Regions from separate parts of the Hordeum vulgare genome. Here region 1 is linked to region 2. A link is a contact called in public Hi-C data. All regions are on one chromosome and are shown on one strand. The core of a region is the stretch at or near the end of the contact, and the rest is flanking DNA. Distances in the headings are between cores, read along the strand shown.

What was found. Hi-C and Micro-C count contacts between places; a contact is called where the count stands out from the background.
Region 1: a Hi-C map of leaf shows a contact between it and region 2, with 4 times the contacts expected there. The contact joins the enhancer-like site here to the promoter of LOC123431313 in region 2. A contact is called at or near these places in 3 of 6 Hi-C or Micro-C datasets (leaf and seedling).

Annotation. Positions count from the first base shown.
Region 1 is chr1H:285,291,059-285,297,456 of MorexV3_pseudomolecules_assembly, reverse strand. No RefSeq gene overlaps it. Among protein-coding and RNA genes, the nearest start is that of LOC123431313, 200 kb to the right of the region's middle. Within about 2 kb of position 4,151, at least 3 of the 3 cell types and tissues checked have open chromatin away from gene starts, as enhancers often do. A contact at or near this core is called in leaf and seedling, where this site is marked.
Region 2 is chr1H:285,092,993-285,099,336 of MorexV3_pseudomolecules_assembly, reverse strand. LOC123431313 (double-stranded RNA-binding protein 6) reads left to right here and starts at 4,024. Exons shown (of 3, transcript XM_045115138.1): 1 at 4,024-4,446. The coding sequence starts at 4,201.

The DNA of each region.
Region 1 (6,398 bases), core at 2,902-5,401, 200 kb before region 2:
TGCTTGGGTGGTGTTAGGAGTTGGTGTTGATGAGCTCCATGTAGCCATAGTGTTGTCTTGCCCGGTCGTAGTCGGCAGCGGTCGGCAGTACAACCGACTCTATTGTAGCCATGCGTATATGGCGTCATGTAGTGGTCGGCTATGCGCCGCGTCCCGTCAGAGTGGTCACGTCCTGTCGTATGGGCCGATGACGGGTACAAGGGGGCCTGTCGGCCGGCGGGTTGCCCGGAGCTAGAGGTGTGCTGGTTCGGATCGCGAGTTGGCTGAAGTGACCGGAGCCGGTGCCTCAGGTGCCGAGCCGGCCCTGGTGTTTTTGAAAACGGGCATGAGGCGAGATGAGGCTACCCCGGGGTTATCCTCCCGACAGTAGTCCGTGAAGCCGGAGAGTCCCGACGGCCACCACAACGGGCCTTCCTGGCTTGGCCCCCGAAGTCTTCATTGGTGGAGCGTGGGGAGCTAGATCTCCCCACTGCGTGTCGGCCCGAGGATCCCGGCAGTCGACGTCGAGTTGAATGTTGTGGCGCCTCAGGATCAGAGAGCGGGGCTACCACTTGAAGAGCGCCCCAGGCCCAGCTAAAACGAACCGCGTGGGTGATGGGATGGGGCTCGGAACGGGGGCCAGCCCAGCCTCGGCCTTAGCCCGTGCACGGGATCAGCTGCGACCGACGAGGCTGCCCGTCGGTCCTCCCGAAAGCATTAATGCACCTGCACTAAGCGGGGAGAGTGGAGATCGTTAGCATCCGATCAACACACCACTCATGACACGAGGATTTAAAAGAAGAGGAGGGGCGTGGAGCAGGCATTCGGCCCTCATTGCCCCCGCCCCTCGCCTTTCCTACTGTGCCCGAGAGAGAGAGAGAGAGAGAGAGAGAGGAGACGAGTGGACATCGCCCGTGACACCATCGCCCGTGCTAGGGAACTTCGTCCGTTTCGTCCGCACAACTGTCGTGCCCAAGCTCACCCCGAGCCAACCGATGGGCAGTAAGGGGCGTGGGACACCAACGAATTCAGAAAGGACCACATCGAGTACCTCCGCCTTTGCTGCCAGTTGTCGATACAAGGCGCCATGGAGGAACGGGTTCCCGGGGCTGAGAGCGTCCGAGCGCCCCGGGAAGGTGAAGTGATGGTCTTTTACGAGCACTTCATTTGTGGGTTCGATCTGCCATCGAGAACATTTTTTTGGCGGTTCTGTAATGCCCAAGATGCGATCCTATCCTTATTTTTGGCACGAGAGCCTCGACAGGGATAGAAGCGCATCTCGTCATTTTGCAAGAATGGATATCGTTACAAGTACATGTACTAAAGAGATGAGTATATGGAAGAGATGAGTACAATCATCACACTCACGTCAAAGTATTGCATTACCTGTACTTGCAATTACTGTTGTAGTAATTTGTGAGCTACAGAGGACTCATAAATCTTAGTTCCAAAGGTATGAAGACTGGCAAAGCTTAATGGGTGAGGTATCGTTAAGTGGTGAGGCTGCATCAACCAACTAAGCATTTTATTTGAGGTGGCTAACTTACGAATACAAGAATAAAACGGGGATGATCTACGCATAGCGGACGTGAACTAATAATGATCAAATGAATGATCGTGAACACTTACTTATGTCAGACATAACCCCACCGTGTCCTCATTCGAAGAAGGAGCTCACGAAAGAGACAGTCATGGTTAATCACATCGTCGACAAGTTTTAATTAAGTTTACTTCAGGTTTGCTATGACTGGGTGTCAAACAAAGTTTCCAAGTTGCCACATAACCGTGGGCACGGCTTTTCGAAAGATTTATCCCTGCACGGGTGCTCCAACTAGTCCATCATAGACTACCACATGCTACATCGGAATAATCCTCATCCATGGAAAACCCGTGATCTACTCGGGTTCCTATTGGAAAACCTCAACCTCAAGATATCCCAAAGGATCCTCGGAATCCCTCGCACGAGATATTTTGTAAAAGATAAAACAAGTCCAGCAAGGACGCCCGACGTGTCGACGAACCCGATAGGAGCTGCGTATCTCGTTCTCTAGACATGAGAGATGAGCTAAGCGTATGGTGGCATGATAGACATCTCTTGAGTTGCCCTGGGTCGGCCCCGCATCGTGCTCTAGTTTGTACCAACACTCATGAGGAGCACTGGCCGGGGTTGTTGATTAATTATCCATGGGGTCCGTAAAGTCCCTATGCAATTGTATTAGGTTATTAGGCAAATGTAGTGCTAAAGTTGGGCCTTGCTAGACGAGTTTTAAACTAAGACGAATTTTCAAGGGGGTCCCCGTAACACCCCATGCATGTTAGGAGCGTTCAATTATGGAATATAACACCGGTTCACAAGTAACTAGGGTGGCAAAGATGGAACAATTAAAACACCATGCTAGAAGTCCGAGCCTTCCACCTTTTACCAAGTATATAGGTGCATTAAATTAAATAGCAACTAATATGGTGATATAACAAGGAACCCATGTTTTCACATGGAAGTAACCACACCTGCAACTAGCAATGCTATCAAAAGGTTGAGCAAGCGGTAACATGGTTAAACAAGGTTTTGCTCGGTTGTGGAGGGGTTAGAGGTTTTATGGCAATGTTGGGATGGTGACATTTAAGTGGTAGGCAGCGATACATGGCGAAAGAAATGAGACAACTAGCATGGCGATGGTAGTAATGGTATCTAGGGGAATGATCATCTTGCATGTGATCCCGCTTGCAAGAAGAACAAATCCGTGAAGCAGATGAACCAACGTAGTCGAACGGACCCTCACACTCCGAAGGGGTTCGGAACTCTACCGGGAAGAAACAATCCGGAACAACAATCAACACACAATAACACCACAAAATATGCACGACATGATGTGCAAACAAATATCATGCATGTACGGTTTAATTATACAAGGCACGACATGGCAATTCACAACATTCAAACACTACAGATTAAGTGAAGCTCAATATGCAACGAGTTGCATATTGACGAAACCCCACATTCAAATATTTAGGTCACTCTCGTTTAGGTATACGAAAATATAAAATGTTGTTTAAACATGGCAAGACGTGAAGCATAATTAAACTACCTATCTAGGCATATTAAATGAGGTCGGAAACAACATATAGTATTTCCAAAATGACTCCAGATGTTAATTTCTAAATTGGTTCAGATATGAACTAACACATTTTACTATTTGTTAAACAACAGAATAAAGTGGTTCATGTGATTCTACACGTCATTCTAGTTGATTTACATATAGAGATTATTTAAAATGGAGCTACGGTATAAAAAATATGATCAACACAAGATTATATGCCATGGATACAACATGCATGCAAATGACAGCCACAACATGTTCTTCACGGATGTAACAAGATATTATGAAGCTACATGGTATTCTAAGCAATATTAAATGAGGGCGGAACAACGAATAACAATTCCGGAAATTCCCTATATGCAAATTACAGTTTCGGTACTGTTCTTCCTACAACACAATTTTAGAGTTGGGAAACAGGAGAATAATTTCCGCCATGTTATTCTACACATTTTTTTGGCCAAGATGCATATATCATTTACTTAATTCAGAGCTACGATTATTTAACTATGAATTGAACCGTTTTAGCATGGCATTTAAAGAAAATTAAATGAAACAGCAAGTTAATCATTTTTACCATGGACGCAAGTTGGTAATTGTAAAACTATAGAGAATTCTAAGCATTTTACATGTTAAAATCATTTTAATCCAGTGCACGGTTAATTAGTTATGAATTAAACCATTTTAATATGGCATTACACAAATCTATGCAAACACCATGTTAAACGGTTTTAAATATGGATGAAAGTTTGATACAATTTATCTACACAAAATTCTACATAGTTTACATATCTAAATTATTTCAATCCGGTGCACGGTTGAAAGTTATTAGCATTTTAAGCTATGCACATTTTCTGGAAATCTGAAATTCCTAGGTTAATAGAAAAATCGCAGAACGCGAAAAAAATACAACGGGCCGAAACTGACTATTGGGACGAAACATGCTAGAGCGCTAGATAATTAAAATCTGCACGAGCAAGGAATAAGGGCAAAAAGGAGTTGGTCACCCACGGGGTTTGGGCCCAAGCGGAGGCCAGTTGGGGAGGAGGCGAACTGGGCCGCGGCGCCCAAGTGTGAGCTGGGCCGGCCTGGACAGTGGCTAGGTCGCATGTTGGGGCAGCCCACGTGGGAGGGAGCCGGCCCAGGTCAGGTCAGTGGCCAGGCGAGCGCTTGTTCGTGCTCCTCACGAGCAGGCCGTGGCGGCGGCACACTCCGGCGAGCGGCTCGGGTGCCCAGCGGCGAGGGGCAGGCGGGGCACATGGGTCTGGGACAGGGCGAGGACGCCAAGATCCGATGGATCTGGCGGTTGGCGGCGGCGGATGTTTGGCACGGAGCTCGCCCCGGCGTGGCAATGACACGGAGGCGGTCCGGCGCAGCGACGGCACCGGGCATGGTCTGCAGGAGGCGGCTCGGCGCTCAGGCAGGCGTTCAAGGACAGTGGCAGCGGAGCTATGGAGGCGCTGCAAGGCCGGTGGTCGGTGAGGCGGCGGGGGCGCAAGGTGCAGCGCGACGGTAACTCGGGCGTGGGCTGCTTGGGAGCTCAGGGCGGACGGGGTTGTGTGGTTGCCGGACGTGTCCGGTTTGACCGCGGACATGTCCGCTAGGTGGGGTTTTCTGGACGATATGAGCCCGAGATCTCAGATCTGATGGCTGAAAAAGGCTGGGGAGGCTAGGGCTACGGGATTTGGAGGGTTTGGTTTGCAGGTGAGGTTTTCTAGGGGGTGGCTGCAATTTTGGCTAGGGGGAACCCTAGTGGGTGAGAGAGCTCTCTCCACAAGGTGGGCTTATATAGCGAATGGTCTATGGTGGGATGGACCTCGTCCGTCCGATCACGATCCGACGACCACGAATGGAGCGAGTGGCTAGGTGGGTCTAGTGGGTTGTGTAGTTGGGCTAACTGGGGATGAGAGGGAAGTTTGTAGCCCATGGAGGAGTTTTAAACGCGAAAACGTCCGGGAATTAAACCGACAACGATTCCGCTACGTTCTATTGTTCGGGTATCAAACGAATTTCGATTGCGGTGAAATTTGGCAAGCGGCCTACCTACCTTACAATAAGACCGCACGTCAAGTTTCAACCCAATCCGAGAATATTTATACACTCTTTTAGAAACAATATTTTACCAGCGCCGCGGGCGCGTGCGTGTGTGGCTGGACTAAAATCGCTCAATGACAAAAACGGAGAGAACCGTCAACTAATAACTGATGCAAGTTTTGAAAACTGACGACAACAATGTGTCGATGCAATGCAGATGATGTGCATGATGCGATGATGAATGCGACAAACAAATAATTAAGAAGGTGACAACGGAATAAAAGAGGAATCTTCTCGGGCGTCGGTTCTGGGCTGTTACAGGTTCCTCGCCAAGTTCGGGATGTAGCCCCACCACCTTAGGGCCAAGTCCATCCTGCACCTTGCCACCTTCATCGCGCTTTTTGAGGGATATTTCGGGGTCGAGCGACGGCTCGACCTCTGGTGGTGGCTCTTTTACCTCAAGAAGCACATGGTGGAGCACAAGCGAGAGGGACGAAGAAGATGACCACTTGTGGGGCGTCCCTCGTCTACAACCGGCTCAGAACCGGCTTCCCCAAGCTTCCGCTTCAAAAGTCGGTGAAGAACTAGCAGCGCTCGTTCTTCTACATGAAGTATGTGGACCCGGCATTGGACCTCATCAACCAGCCCCCCTTCAACAACCGGTCGCCGACTTCACGACTACACTGGGGGAGAATCCACAGCAAGCCGTCGAGGTGGTGAACCGGGCGGTCGATCGGCTCCACGAGATGACCGGCACGGAGGGCCTTAAGGCCATTGACCTCATAACCACCATGGTGGCACGCCGAATCCTGCCTTAGCAGCGCCAGCCGCACCGCATCTGCATCATGTCGGGCAGGCACGGCCCGTTTCGGTTCTCCACCAAATAGTTGAAGTTGGTGTCCATTGCGAGGCTAGTGAACCTGATCACCACCGCCCGGCTAGAGGTGGTGGGTGGAATTGGGGCAAGGCCCCTTACAACTGGATACATCCGCCGCCTGAGGTACGCGACACACCGTCTCCTTTTGCCCTTGCTTCGTGTCGCTGACTCCGACTAACTCACGACCCGGATGGGTCGCAGATGTTTGCGGAATTGAAGAACTATGGGCGGTCGGCGGCCGATAGGGAGGATTCGGACATCGTGGATCCAGATGACTATGAGAACTTGGAGCCAACGAGCGAGAGACGGCTGGCGAGGAGCCGACAGGCGATGAGCTGGTGGCATGGAGTCGGAGGGCGAGGATGACCCCTATGGAGGATCGGGAGCCGGCGACTCCGAGCCAGCCAGTGAGT
Region 2 (6,344 bases), core at 2,775-5,274:
TAGTTTTCCAACAAACTTGGTTTCGATGAATTCGGAGTCCGTATGCGAAAGTTAGAGCGGTTTCAGTATCCAGCGGTAGTACCGCTCCTGGTGCGAGCGGTAGTACTGCTCCTGTAGCAGTAGTATCGCCCTCGGAGCGGTAGTACCGCCCCCAGAGCGGTAGTAATTTTTTACTACCGCTCCCTAGCGGTAGTACTGCTCCTATAGCGGTAGTACCGCCCCCAGAGCGGTAGTGTTTTTTTACTACCACTCCCTAGCGGTAGTACCGCTCCGTCGGACTATTTTTCACATCCTTTTTAGCCTCGGCATGGTTGGTGAACCTACCGAGCGGTAGTACTGCTCCCATGAGCGGTAGTACCGCTCTATGCGGGCTGTGAAGCATAACGATTGGATTTTTCCCCACCTATAAAAGGGGGTCTTCTTCCCCATTGAACCTTATCTCTTTAGCTTGTGTTCTTCCCCCATTGTTGACCTTCTTCGAGCTGGCTAACTCTCAATCCCTCCAATGATTCTTGCTAGTTCTTGAGGGAAAAGAGAGAGGAGATCTAGATCCACATTTCCACCAATCACTTTCTCCTCTAAGTGAGGGGAACCCATTGGGTCTAGATCTTGGAGTTCTTCGTGTTCTTCTTCATTCTTCCTCTCATTTTCCTCCCTAGCATTAGTTGCTTTGGTGGGATTTGGGAGAGAAGGATTTGGGCACTCCGTGTGCCCTTGCCATTGCATTTGGTGCATCGGTTTGAGTTCTCCACGGTGATACGTGGAAGTGAGAAGTTGAGAAGCTTATTACCTTTGGGTACTTGGTACCCCTAGAAGCTTAGTGGTGCCTCGGAGCTCAATCATTGTGGTGTAAAGCTCCGGGCAAGTGTCGGGGTCTCCAATTAAGTTGTGGAGATTGCCCCGAGCATTTGTGGTCACCTCGAAGCCATATGCCATTGTGGTGAAGCTTTGTGGTGTTGTTGGGAGCCTCCAATTAAGTTGTGGAGATTGCCCCAACCTTGTTTGTACGGGTTCGGTGACCTCCCTCAAGGGTCTCTTAGTGGAATCACGACATCTTGCATTGTGCGAGGGCGTGAGGAGATTACGGTGGCCTTAGTGTCATCTTGGGGAGCATTGTGCCTCCACACCGCTCCAACGGAGATTAGCATCCGCAAGGGTGTGAACTTCGGGATACATCATCGTCTCCGCGTGCCTCGGTTATATCTTACCCGAACCCTTTACTTATGCACTTTACCTTGTGATAGCCATATTGTTTCTTTTATATATCTTGCTATCACCTAGTTGTTTATCTTGCTGAGCATAAGTTATTGGTGCACATAGTTGAGCCTAGTTGTTTTAGGTTTTGTGCTTGACAAATTAAACGTTAGTTTTATTCCGCATTTGTTCAAGCCTAAACCGTAATTATTTTAAAGCGCCTATTCACCCCCCTCTAGGCGACATCCACGTCCTTTCACAAGTTAAGGTTGAATTGGGGTGGCTATTTATAGTTAGGAGCAATCTCGAGGGATGTTATGACTCTTGGAGGCATGTGACAACAAATGTACACATGACACATGGTGAAAATGATGGATTTAAAACACAACGAGTGACTAGACTTGTAGAACAAGTCAATCGACTCAATTAGTAAAAAAAATCTCTTCGATGTCTTGAAGAATATCATCTTGGATATGACAAAAAACTATCTTATCAAAATTGATTTCCATGTCTTCACTCGATGAGATAGGTTTGTATCGAGCACACACCATAGACATAAATCTCAACTTTCACTTAGCCCCCCTTAATAGTACAGTTTGCCTCAAGACTATTTTTTTAAAACTAAACTAGAAAAGAAAAGTCTTCACTACGCTTCATATTCGTCATTGCAAGATAATTGTTCATCGAACATGCATTCTGAATATATTATTGTCGCCATAATGTTTAGAAGTTATAACTCTCATGTTAAACCAAGTCTTTAGGGGTCTTTCACATGTGTATACTCACAAACACATGAGCCCCTTCACAATTTTTTGACTAATAATCCAAACCCCCTAGGACACTAGATGCACTTACAAATAATAAATATTTAATTTCAAATATGTTTATTATTTCAAACAATATCTTTATTGTTTTCACATAATGCATCACTATTTTTTATATTTTCATTCAAAAAATTAAATAATAAAATAATAATAAATGAAGGATGTGACTTGCACATTTTCCATATTCAAATTTAGAGCAATAAAACACAAGTAGTGTGTTGTGTCTATGATGTAATCCTCCTGGACCAACCAAGTTAGTAACTTTGGGACGCTGCCATTAAACCTTACGAGAAAATGAAGGCAAAGGAATATTTATCGCCTTACCACCCTCGCATTACTCATCTTGCAATAGACATTTATAAACTATTTGATGTTATCTAGTATAATAGAATATCCAACATTTATAAATATTTATCACCAAAGATTAACTTAATATTTATCATTAAAGAATAACTTAATATTCCCATCTAGCAATATATATCTATAAACCATTTAGTGTTACCTAATGAAATAAAATATCCACCATTCATCCTGTTTGTTGTGTTCCACAAGTATGTTATTGCTATCACTAAAATAATAATTATTTTGCTTCTCTAAAATAAAAATTATTAATATTTTCATATGATGAATGTAAATATTGCCCAACTCCCATATCTTAATAAAGAACAATAAAATGAGGGATTCATGGGTTTTTGTTGTCAACTTTTGAGTGCAGTCAAGCCAAGATACTAATAACTTTGTTACTCCAAAATATAAAGGCAAACAAAAAATATATTGGCTCGACATGTGGATATGCTCCTCTCAACGCTCTCTCACTCAAAGAATGTCTCAATATTTCAATCTAGCAGTAAGCTTCTTTCTTCTTTAATCCATTTATGGTTACCATGGGAAAATAAAAACATCCAACATTTAAATGCACGCATTGCTTCTCAAACATCGTTATAGTTGTCACATAATGGATCATCATTTCTTTTGTTTCCAGTTACTAAAATCAGAATAGTAAAATGATAAACCCAAATTTGCCTATCTCCCATCTCTAAAATCAATGGACTGGGTCTCTAGTGTACCTCTCCCTCAAGTCCAACAAAGCTCGAATTATAGGGCACCACCTTTAAACCTCTCCAAACAACAAAGGGAAAGAAATATATGTATTGACTAACTCGCCTCACAGTGACTCAACATTCCCATATGTCAAGAAAGATTTAAACTATTTATAGTTACCAAGGAGAAAAATAAATATTCATCATTCTAATCTGCTAGTTGTTTATGAAAAGATGTCATCACATCAACAAAATTATGCTATATTTTTTTCAATATATAAAATCAATGTAATTTTATGACAAGATAAATCAAGAACCTGAATTTGCCCTCTCCATCTTTAAATTTATAGCAAGAAAGATGACTAGCCTCATGGTTTGCACTCTCATCTTTTTGAGCGAGCTAACCTAGTAATGGGAGTGTACCGACATTAAACTTCTTCAAATTATACAAAGTAAAAAAAATTGCCGTGTGACATAAAAGTTGATATGCCGCGGGTCGACGCTCTTTTATGTGAAGAATGACATATTCCCATCAAACAATTAGTGTTCCTAAACTATAGATAGTTATCAAAGAAAAGAAAAACAACAAATATATTTCTTGCTAATTAGAAATAGTATGGACGAACAACCGTTTCCTTTTATTTTTACTTTTGATCGAAATAAGGACGTGATAAGATAATATTTTTTGAGATAATTGACACTTCCTCCCGTTCATATTAAATATTGCTGATTTAGTAGAGTATTGCAGATTTAGTTCAACTTTGTACTACTATTAATCAGCGACATTTAATAGTAGATTCGGATTTGCCCATTTTTCAGCCCTAAGTTGGGAAAAATAAAAACGCGCAGAATGTCCTGGGTCCTGCTGTCATCCTCCCGGTCCAGCAAAGCTAATAACTGCAGGGCACTAGCATTAAACCCATCCCAAAACTAAAGCCAAAGAAAAAAAAATATAAAATCGGGCTCCCCTCTCCGTTCCTAGCACTCCACACTTCTCCCCTCCTCCTCCAGCTCCAGCTCCACCTCCACCTCAGGGTAGATCTCTCGGTGCTGACATCTCCGGCCACGGCGGCCGGCATTAGAAGCGGCGGTGGGATTCAAGGGAGCGGTGGCCGGGTAGGTAGGAACGGCGGTCCGCGGCGATGTATAAGAACCAGCTTCAGGAGCTGGCGCAGCGGAGCTGCTTCAACCTGCCGGCGTACACGTGCCTGCGGGAGGGGCCGGACCACGCGCCGCGGTTCAAAGCTGCGGTCATCTTCAACGGCGAGCAATTCGAGAGTCCCGGGTTCTTCACGACGCTCCGCCAGGCGGAGCATGCTGCCGCCGAGGTCGCCCTCGCCGCGCTCGCTCGGCGCGGCCCATCTTACTCCCTAGCCGCCCGCATCCTGGTAAGACCCCTTCCCCGCCTCTCCCCCCTCCCTCCATCCGCTAGCTTCTACTAGCTGTTCCTCTTGCTCCGATTTGTTCTGGGCGTTTCTCGAGTTTAACCTTTGCTCGTTAGCAACTGTTCGTGGTTGAATTTAAGGGAGCTTCTCTAGGGAGGGATTTAGCTGATCCTTCCATACAATTATTACTGCCACCATTGTTCTCACAACTCATTCCGGAATTCGCGTGGCTGATTAGCCATGTACTAGTACTACTCCTACTAGCTTATGAGTTCCACGCAGGGAAATGCAGGGGATTACGCAGAAATCTTGCACAAATACATGGTTTACCATGGTCTTTTTAGTTCGATCAGATTAGTTGCTTAGTCGTGGCTTCGAGGGTTTGTCTCGTTTGGAACTGGGGGCTCGGGGCCGCGTCAGCGGCATGACCGAACTCGGAGTGAGCAGTCAGCATGAAAAGTTCCGCGTCAAAAATCTCAGCGTATTTTTCCCTTCCCAAAAGGAGGATCCCCGCACAAAAAGTTGCCGATGAAGTACTAGTTCAGTTACTATTTTCCAAATTCATCTACGTATATTTAGCCAAAGTAATTTGTTCCCTCACTCCTACAGTGGAGTGATTTTTGAGAAAAAATTACTGTAGATACTAGCTCCCACTCTACGTAATAATGCAGTGCTACTAATAACCGCAATTAAGTGGCTTTAACTTATTGGTACGACAAGCCGCCCATCGGCCATCGATCCCCATTTCTTTAATCCGTCGTTAAATGTGCTCTCGCGACGTAACGGCGACGGATCCCCACCAATAATTTACAATCCAGCCCTGCTCTGCTCATAGGAGTTGGCGCTCGGGACGATTTTCCACCGGATTCGTCAGACCCTCGCGAGAAAGTCTTCGTAAGCCCTGATTAACATTAACTAAACCCGGGCAGTAATAATGGCGCATTAATGGGGGCCGAGTAAAATCCCGCCCGTATGAACCTGACCCGGAGCGGAAGCCGAGTTGCAGTAATGACTAGCCTTCCCGGTACGCGCGGTGGGAAGACGCCATGGGAACACGTTATACTGCTACGACCGATAGAGTAGTACTAATAAGAAAAGTGGCGGGTACACGGCTACGCATGTGCTCGTTTGACCTGACAGCGAACGGGGCGTGTGTGCGCCGAGTGCCGACTGGGATCAGCGGCCGTGCAGGAGATACTAATAAGATTAGTGGCGAGCAAAACTTTCTATCGTGGGGGTGGGCGTAGATTAGGTTTCGGTCTTCACAGTGGTGTGTATTAATGGCGAGGGGCGTGGGGGTGGGTGGGCCGGATTGAATGGGAGGCCGCCCGCACCTAACCCGGCGTCGCAGGTCAATGCGGATGGGCCCGGGGGGTTTAGTGGCAGGCAGGCCCCCACGCAGCCCACAACGAGGGGGGGGGGGGGGGGGGCATTGTGTGTGTGTTGCCGATCTTTACTGGCCACTACGGCGTTGGCGTTGGTGTCGCCGAGTGCGTGCGGTCAACTCAGGGTAGCCATGGGTGCGCCGCCGTTGCCTAGTGCGGGTGCTTTGGTCGCTTCTTTGTGTCTCATCTCTGGGAGGGAGGGAGGGAGGGAGGGACGGCGTGGGTGGGCGTCGCTGCTGCCTGCTGGTGCTAGTGCGGGCTGCCGTCGCTTTGCCCCCTGCCTTTTAGGCAGGCAGGATCCTGGTGCGGGCTGAGTGCGACCCGCCGACGCGTTCCTTCGTACACGGAGAGATTGCTCTGTGGAATTTTGGTGATTTGGTTCGAGACCAGCTTGTTCCCAATTGTGCCCCCCCTCCCTAAACAAGGTCAATGGTATTTCTGACCAAACTTCTTGTAAATGCTAGTCATGGATTTGTTTGGCTGAGGGGGTCTGGCTCTGCTGAATTGTGCATCCCT